Regions from separate parts of the Zea mays genome. Here region 1 is linked to region 2. A link is a contact called in public Hi-C data. All regions are on one chromosome and are shown on one strand. The core of a region is the stretch at or near the end of the contact, and the rest is flanking DNA. Distances in the headings are between cores, read along the strand shown.

Evidence for each region. A called contact is a pair of places that touch in the nucleus more often than the background predicts.
Region 1: a Hi-C map of leaf shows a contact between it and region 2, with 3 times the contacts expected there. The contact joins the promoter of LOC103636362 here to the promoter of LOC100278154 in region 2. A contact is called at or near these places in 5 of 25 Hi-C or Micro-C datasets (ear, leaf and tassel).

The regions. Positions count from the first base shown.
Region 1 is chr8:168,813,114-168,817,734 of Zm-B73-REFERENCE-NAM-5.0, forward strand. It overlaps LOC103636362 (AP-4 complex subunit epsilon), which reads left to right and starts at 1,908. Exons shown (of 11, transcript XM_008658720.4): 1 at 1,908-2,779. The coding sequence starts at 2,177.
Region 2 is chr8:168,538,382-168,543,290 of Zm-B73-REFERENCE-NAM-5.0, forward strand. It overlaps LOC100278154, which reads right to left and starts at 2,853. Exons shown (of 2, transcript NM_001290439.2): 1 at 2,437-2,853; 2 at 1,799-2,304. The coding sequence starts at 2,845. The coding sequence ends at 2,273. It also overlaps a transcript of LOC100283646 not described here.

The sequences.
Region 1 (4,621 bases), core at 658-3,157, 270 kb after region 2:
GTGTCATATTAGAATATGTACTATTGCAACTATATTATCTCCTAAGTCCTATTGAATGACATGTTATTTGCTTTGCACAACTATGTATAAATTGTGGTGTAAGATAGAAAATGATAGCACCTCAACCTCATCCATTCTCGTTATTCCAGATGAACAATGAGACATATATCTTGAAGAATATGCTTGAATAATGAGGGATAACGACTTTGACAGATGTAATCGTCAGGGGGAGCGAATGCTTATATTGATCACAACCGTGAGACAAGAAATGTCATATTCTATACCCTGAAGGCGTGAGCTTGATGATCAATATGTGAACATTTATGGAACTTTCTATCAAATATATAGATCCAGTCGATCGAACACCATCAGTCAAAGTGACTTATTTATATTGATACGTGCACTTACCTCGTATGTCCTAGAAGTGAGTAGAGGTAAAGTTCCTGAAATAGTCCTTGCAAGGATATGCAATTCGTTTGCTAAATCTTTATATGCATATACTTCTAGAAGAAGATGTTTTGCCTTACTGATACGGTTTTGCAAGGATCAGGGGAACACATTTCTAAAGTTAGCCTTTATAGAAGATTCAATTGAATCTAGATATAGAAGATCGAAATATGTCCTGATGACAATTGTTGTACTCTTTTTCCTTGGTGAGTTTTCCTGAAGTTTCTCACATGAGGTTTTTAACGAGGCAACAAAGTGCAAATGCAATATGCGTCACCATGCGCTCTTTCTCCATATTTTCCCACTGGGTTTTTTTGGGAGTTTTAATGAGACATGTGTTGGTCGCGGTATTCGCCCAAGGGGGAGTGTTGAGAAACCCTAATGAAGGGTTATGTGGGCAAATACCGAATATGCCCCTGAGGGCAATCACGTTTCTATATATAGAACATGTACCCCCTCATATGGAAGAAAGAGAAGAGAAAGAGGCCAGAGGCCCAAACCTACATTGTGTCTCGTGTGTTTTTTCTGTCGTGCTTATGCGAAGGGAGACAGGTACTCTACAACTTCTTGCGCCTCTACTGCTGACGGGAGGGAAGGGAGCGGATCTGGTGATCCGTGGTAACGTAGTTCTCAACATAGGGTTTAGATTTTGGGAGAGAGAGGGAGAGACCGAGAGGGCAGCTCGCAGGGAGAAGCCAGAAGAAGCGGCAAGTGGTGCGGGCGGCGTGCGGCCAAGCCAGTGAGCCACCGAGAGGCTAATTGGACTTTGGTGTGGCTGGTTGTGTGGGCCGCCCGTATGGCTGGGCTGAAGAACGACGTGTCCTGTGTGGGCCGTGTCGTGTGGTTGGGTTGCTCCATATGAGTGGGCCGGGCCATTGCAGATTTGCACAACTCGTTTGGCTCGCGAGTAACTCACGAGCCAGCTCAAGTTTGACTCGTTAAGAACCGGGTTAATTTGTTAGCTCAGCTCGTGACTCATTTTAAACGAACCGAGTCGAGTCACTAATGAGTCGAGTCGAGCGAGTTACCGAGTCACGAGTTTTTTGTCCAGCTCTAAGTATAACCCATCTAAAAACCATCCGTCTCATTTTTCCTCTTTCAATAACGGAACCGCAGCATCAGTAATTACATTAGGATATATGTTAAAATTAGCATGCTATAAAAAATTCAAATTAGCATATCGATGTATTACTGTTGAATCCAATTTACACCAAGAACTTTGATTTAATCGTTGAATGTTTGACTTTTAGTATTTAAGTGAAAATTTGTACAAATATTCAATAATGCCACACACTATAGTAATTCCGAAAACAAATTTAAGGATATTTCCCACTCAACTAAATATATAATAAATAGATATAATCAGTGAGAGTGTGGACATTAAAATCAAGCTGTTAAATTATTTCGAAACATATTTAGCAGACGATTTAAATATTTCGTGCAGATTCGGATCGAGGAGCGAAAAGACGAAGAGTTGTGCTAACATCCCTTGCAAAACAGAACAAATTCAGTAAAAGAACGGAGAAAAAAAAAAAGAGAAGTCCCTCCCATTCGTCGCTAATCACAATCCCGATCTCCAAGCAAACCCACCTCCCGTCAGTTCCCTACTCGCCGATCCAGATCTCCTACAGCTTTCCACTCCGCCACTCCAACCGGACGCCTCCGCCGTCGCCGGCGGCGGTCGAGCCACGCGCGCACGCCGCTGAGGAACCCGGAGAGGGCGGCGGCAATGGAGCAGCTGCGGACGTTCGGGCGGGAGCTGGCGATGGGGTCGCAGGGCGGGTGGGGGCAGTCCAAGGATTTCCTCGACCTCGTCAAGTCTATCGGCGAGGCGCGCTCCAAGGCGGAGGAGGACCGCATCATCGCGCGCGAGCTCGAGCACCTCAAGCGCCGCCTGGCCGACCCCGACGTGCCACGCCGCAAGATGAAGGAGCTTCTCCTCCGCCTAGTCTACGCCGAGATGCTCGGCCACGACGCTTCCTTCGGCCACATCCACGCCGTCAAGATGACCCACGACGAGTCGCTACCGCTCAAGCGTACCGGCTACCTCGCCGTCGCACTCTTCCTCGACGAGCGCCACGACCTCGTCATCCTCGTGGTCAACACCATCCAGAAGGACCTCAGGTCGGACAACTACCTCGTCGTCTGCGCAGCACTCACCGCCGCGTGCCGCCTTATTGGTGAGGAGGCCATCCCCGCCGTGCTGCCCCAGGTCGTAGATCTGCTCGTGCACCCCAAGGAGGCTGTGAGGAAGAAGGCCGTCATGGCATTACACCGGTTCTACCAGCGATCCTCCTCCTCCGTTTCCCACCTCGTCTCCAACTTCCGCAAGGTCCGCACTTTTCCCCTTCATTTTTGTGCTAAATTCATGTTTTTATATAACTGACCGAAACCAACATTGAATAGCTCATAATGATCATGCATGAGCTACAAATTGTCTCAAAAGACATCCTATGACCAATTCTTTTCAAGATGAATGGTAGTATGCATTTAGTAATGCCCCTGTTTGGTTCTTCTGGGGGGGCTTCTGGTCGCCAGAAGCTAGAAGCTGAACCACCAAACGCTCAACTTTTTAGCCAGCTTCTATAAAATTCGTTTAGCTAAAAACCATTCAAAAACAACATAAACACATAATCGGTTGAGTTGTTGCAATAGTAGTAATTCGTCATTTTGTAGATCCTGAGTCCTATGAACAAGTTTATCTTCCTTCGCACGTAATCCTAATAATACTTAGATTCTCTACACAGCCAGATTCTCAGAAAAGCTGGTCAGAAAAAAGCTGAACAAACAGGCCCAATGTCCCTTCTCACATGCCTTGATATTTAGTATGTGATGGGGACAGGGGCTTCCCGATTTTTATATCTATCGATTTAATGGAGAGCGACACACCGATACAACTTTAAATCACAAAGACCCGAAGCCTGCAACCTTAACACCACATCTCCTCTGGCTTTGGTTATCAACCGTGCCACAATCTTGTTGACCTTGTCGAGAAGGCTAATCTCTGCTGCGAATAGATGAACACAAGTAAGACTAAGATAAAACACACTCAAGTCTTTGGCAATTGCGGATGTATGATTAAGCACTCGAATTTTGGGTTTCACAAACTGATAACGACAACCGTTTTAAGACAAATTGTTCTAAAATAAAACCCGAAGTCCCGAACTCTAATGTGGGCAGCGACTACTGATTATATAGTCTAAGGGGCATCCAAGAACCTCAATTTGCGCCCCCTAGTTGATCAACATGTTACATGGCCCAACGACCCAAAAGACGGTGACTCAACACCTTGACAGATTCTGGACGTTGACTTGTTCTGACGATTCCCATTGACTCCAGTGGAACTTTGATGTCAAATCATAGCTATAAATTAGCTTATAATATCATCTTTTCATCCATAGATGAATCATTGAAAACATAGTTCGTATGTGTCTGAGGCGTTCATTTTACTGCAGACTAGTCCTGAATTCTGAGATGAACTTGAACTTGTTACATATTGGGCCTCCAATTTGACTTGGATGTCCTTGTTGGCCTCCTAAGGAAGTGGCCACGGGTGAGGGTGTCCAAGGGCTTCCTTGTTGTGTTCTCCATCTCCTTGAGGCATGTTCCAATTTAGACCAGGGTCCTAGGGTGAATATCAGGCTCACAACAACGACATAGTTTTTTCGGCAGAAACGACGTCAAATTACCATGATTGTTTGGAGGCCTTTTTGATGTGATTTTAAGGTCAAACTAGATCCATTTAAAAGCTTATCTAATAATCTTTCTATCAGGTGCTCATGGACGTCAAACTTACTCCGGATGGAGTTAAGACCTTCCTGATAAAGTATTGTTGGGCTTCCTAGGAAATGAATGTTCAACTTTAATGGACTTGCATTTTAAGATTTGACTTGTTCATGACATATCCATACTCCATCATTATCACTGTTGTTTCTAAACATAATTAAAATACTGATATTAGACAGTAACTAATTCTTAGTTTTATTATTATGCAAACATAGGAATGAGCTCACCTTATAATGAGCAGCTGTATCCGAAGTTTTCATGTCGTCATCAGTATGTCACTGTAGATACCACAGCAACTTTGGACTGAATATGCATGGACTTCCAAAGATGAAAATTTTGCATGTGCAGTACATTTTTACTTACGTTCTTAATTTCTTGCAAGCTAGAA
Region 2 (4,909 bases), core at 1,603-4,102:
CCAATTAATCCAGAACTTTGGGAATAACTGTTGGAACCTAATAAACTTCAGATACAGAAACGCTGGTTTTCAGGTGTTTGCACTATTTTGACACTGCTGCACCTATGGTCCCTAACAGTTGAGGTAGGAATTCTTCTGAAGGAGCTGAAACCTGTAGCTGCAGGTGTGCAGTCGAAATTATATTATTGCGTCAATTTATTTGGAACCTGTATTCAGCTGGTGTTGGGGCAGATATTGGCATTCCTCTTATCTGTGAATGCTGGTTTTCTGATTTGAACAGTGTATCCCAGCCTACGGCTTCTGCCAAGACAGTAAACTCAGGACCTGTTTGGGACTGTTCCACTATTCAAAAAATGAATTTGAATCTGGGATTCATTATTAAAGTTTCGCCGACGAATCTGAGATCCTTTTTAGATAGCAGCTTATTCACGTAAGGATATTCTGTCTGAAATAGACTAATTTATTTTTATGATAGACCTCATTTGTCAGTGTGTATTCTTTTATCTATTATATAAAGCATCCGTCACCGTTCCGCTTTATATAAAAATGAATTAAAATTATACACAAGTGGGCTTTTATATTTATACTCATCTAACCAATAAAATATATATTTTGTGTTTTATTAAAATAAAGTCTATTAATGTGATGTATAGAAATCGGCGTAGAACTAATTTTTCAGAAGAAGAAAAAAAGCACAGCTTTCAATGTGGTTTGTTTGTTTCAGCATTTTTCTGATGAACTTTTCTGAAAATTTGGCTATTGAGAAATAGAGAGCGAAGGTGTAGAGATTGAGAGCTACTAAATTTAAAGAGTTATTTATAGCCTTTTGGAGACAGTTTTCTTTTAATAATAGACAAATTTATCTTTACAAAACAATTTGTCTAGTCTCTTGGACTTAGTTGTCCTAAAGAAATATTTCCTTGTTCTTTATAGCACATTTTAAAGGATTTCGTCCTTCCTGTTCCATTTTGTGCGGGGTGACAATAGCCTAGGCTTCACAAATCACAACACACTCATGTGCGCTTACCTCACACCACCGTTCTCGCTCGCCCACCCACCACCATGGCTATGTGGACACCTCAGCCCTGCCCAAACACGCAGGGAAAAAGTACATGTGGCCGTGCCGCAAACAGCCGAGTTGTGGCACATCTCTATAATTGAGGACACGTGTATATCAAACGGTCAACATTTCTGATTGAGGACGCATGTATATCAGACGATCACCTGATGCTTCCGGTTCCGTGGCTCAAGTCGCCCCTACTCTGAATCAGAATCAAGGTGGGTGGTAGCAGAGATGACACCAGCAACCTTACCTGGCAGGCAACAAAGGCGAAGGCCTAACCTGGCGATGGCCTGATGGGAGGTTTTGAACAGGCTCTGATTCTGATTCAGGGACCAAGCGAAAGAGAAGTATTTGTTTCGGCAAGCATTAGGTGATACCAGCGTCCTTGATCCCAATGGTGCTGCACCTCAGCTGTTTGCGGCACGGCCACATGTAATTGTTTCCCACAGGCAGAACCTGTCAATGTTGGGTTTTTCTAGAGATAAAAACGATTTTCATAGACCCTGTTGGATTTATGTAGGAATTGGAGGGATATTCCTGTTCCGAGTGAGGGCTTGTTCGGTTAATCCCGTTATCCATGGATTGGATGGGATTGGGAAATTTTAATAAGAAGTTTGACTTAGTTGGGATTTAAACTCATCCAATCCCACTCAATCCACATGGATTGAGAGCTAACCGAACAAGCCCTGAGATGGTTATTCCAGCAGATCGTGTGTATGGTTATGCAAAATACCTCTTTACATTGTTTATAAAGTTTGAAGTAGGAGATGAGGTGGTTAAATTGATGTGGAGACAGCTTATGTCACCATTACCGGTGCACAGTGACCTATTTGCTGATGGTACAGATTTTCAGGCAAGCTTTAAGAGACCGAAATTTGTAGTAGCAGAGCCAGGTTACAAAAACTTGATGTTGCGTCTTGTACGGTGAGTGAGAAGATCATAACTTTATAACCTTGTCGACTGTCATAGTACTGTTTTCGTTTTCCTTCTCCAAGTCCGAATAGATACAGCACAGATTTCAGATGATGTGAACTCAAAAGGTTACAGTGTTTAGATCATGTGAACTCGTAACTCTCTGTATAAAGTAAAAAAAAAACATAATGAACTCCTGGCAAAGCGATGCGTATATGTTGACAAGCTATTCGTCCGTTCTCTTCCCGAGCTCCAGACTCTGGCCAGACTGTCTGATGATGGCCCAGACACATCAGATCACTTCCGGCTCTTCTTCTTCTGCTGTTTAGCTGTCGATCGACACGGTTCCATGGCGACACCAAGAAATCAACCCGTTTGAGTTAGTAAGTGCGAAAGAGACAGAAAGAACAAAAGCATCGCACCACAGAGAGACGCATGACCAGCAAGTGGTGATCGATTACCCAGTCTTCTCTTGGCCTCGGATTTGGCGAAGAACTCCGCCCACTCGTCCGTAAGTACGAACACCGGCTCCTCGTCTTCCTCCTCCTCCTCCTCCGCGTGCAGCAGCCCCGGCTCGGGATCCAAATCCTCCACGTCCTCCCTTACGGCGGCGCGGGGCGGCTCTGGCTGCCCAGGCGCCGCGCTTGGGTTCGGGTAGGTGTTGGGGAAGAGTACGGGAGCCGGGTGCCGCTGCTGGTTGTCGTTGAGGCGGGCCGGCGGCGCAGGAGCGAGCAGGTGGGTGCCGTGGTGGTGATGATGGCAGCAGCGGAGGTGGATGTGGACGTGGTGGTGGTGGCGCGGGTCGAGGTGGAGGTGGACCATGTGGTGGTGGCGGCGGGGAAGGCCCGGCTCTGGGTGCGGCGGATTCATGTTGCTTCAACCCTTGGCGAAGAGCCGAAGAGGTAGGGGCGTAGCAGCGTAGGGGTAGTCGCCGAGTCGGCCTTTTTTTTTTCTTTCAATTTAGTCATTTTAGAGTTTTATTTTCACAAATACATATTTTTCAGTTTCAATTCAGGAAATGCTCTTAGGTTGGCACCATCATTATTGACGTCAAGCTACGTGTCGTCGCCAATTATTTTGGCAACTAGATGTAATCATTGAGGCTAACATGGAGCTGATGTGGCAGCAAGTAGGCGCCATCACTCTTGACGTCGAGGTAGTCGTCATGGATCTTAGCGTCGACCTACGGGGCTATAAATACCCCACTTCAATCGTCAGTTCTTTCTACTCATTTCTCTTTTTCCAAACGATAAACATCAACCTAAATCAACAACTTGGAACCATTGTTCCTCTATGACAAGGTAATTTTCCTCCTATTTTTTCCTCTTTTGTTATGTCTGGTTAATAGGGGTAGAGACTGAGAAGACGACGGGGTAACTAGTATATAGGGGTCGGCGCCAAGATCTATGGCGTCGACCCCACGACCACGTCAACATGGGCCCTTATGTAGGCACCAAGATCAATGGCGTCTAGGTTGGCACCAAGATCCATGGCGTCGACCTAAGGCCACGCCACGTCAGATCAACGCCTCGCCAATTTCTTTGGCGACGACACGTGTTGGGTCGGTGCCAATAGTGACCGTGTCGACCTAAGGGTCCATTTTCTAAATTGAAACCGTAAAAGACATATTTGTGAAAATAAAAGCTGAAAAGGTCCAAATTACAAAAAAGGCGGTTGGGTCGATGGCTCTGGTGCTACTGGTAGTGGTACAGCCGTACAGGTACAACCGGGTTTGGGAAGGAATATTTTTGCTAGTGGAGAAGGAGATACTCTCAACTCTATTAATAAAGTGTTTGATTTGATTAATAAGATAGGACTATCGTCTTCTCACTTCTAACTTTCTTTCTTTGTTTTGTGGAATGAAATGAGCTGATGCGTCACCACCTTATTCTTCACAGTTAGTTAGTTAATACTAATACTAGGTGTGTGCCTGTGCGTTGCAACGGGAGTACGCTAGGATGATCATCGATACATATCTGATCGGATTTTATATTTTCTTGGAGGTCTGGAGAAAGTTTGCTCGGAAGCCAAACATGTTAAGATCTGAGCATGAGTTACCCTTGTGCCCCATCAGCACAATGTTCCGCGCTTGTATGAGTCTTGCTAATTTACATATCTCGTGCATAGTCTCTATAATATACAGAATCTGCGTGACAAACATTATTAATATCACACAACCTATTTTAAAGAGTCAATATAGAATTTTTAATAATAGGCAAATATGTCGACAACCGTACATTAATCTAATCCTTTTTAATGGCCAACAATCGAACAGCCATGTCAAAACATTTTAGAGTCATATCTAGATTTACCCTTAATACGTTTTGCAGGTTTTTGACAGATATTTCTATCTTAAAAGGGTTGAAACTTCGCACCCATGTCATCCTATAATGCAGCATGACAAAAGTCTATATCAAAACTCTACGTAGTTGGTACCTATAAAATAGATAAAATAATAAGCACTTACTCTAATGTCGTATCATCTTGAATTGTCATGATGTAATCATATAGAACATCTATTAAATCGGCTTTGGTCACTGGCATTTCCTTTGTGGAAAGGTCACTCAGTAAAAATTCATTAGTGCACTCATCGATCGATATTTTTATAGGAGTTCTTTTATCCCAATCATGAACAAACCACCTTTCTAAGTCTGCTTGAGTGATGGGGCCATCACCATCTTCCATCAATACTTCGTTGTCTTAAGATACACAAAGTGGTTTCCTCTTCTTAGGATTTGTGGGACTATCTAATATCTGAACATCAGAGGAGCTTCCAGCATCGACTTCTTTGTCATACTTGTATAATGGACACCCCTTTCTCTTGTTTATATCTGAAAATAGTAATGTAGCAGCCAATTTTTTCCTAAAGTGTAACATGTCATCCTGCAAATAAGAAACAATTTATTTAGCAATTATATGTATCATTGAAATAAT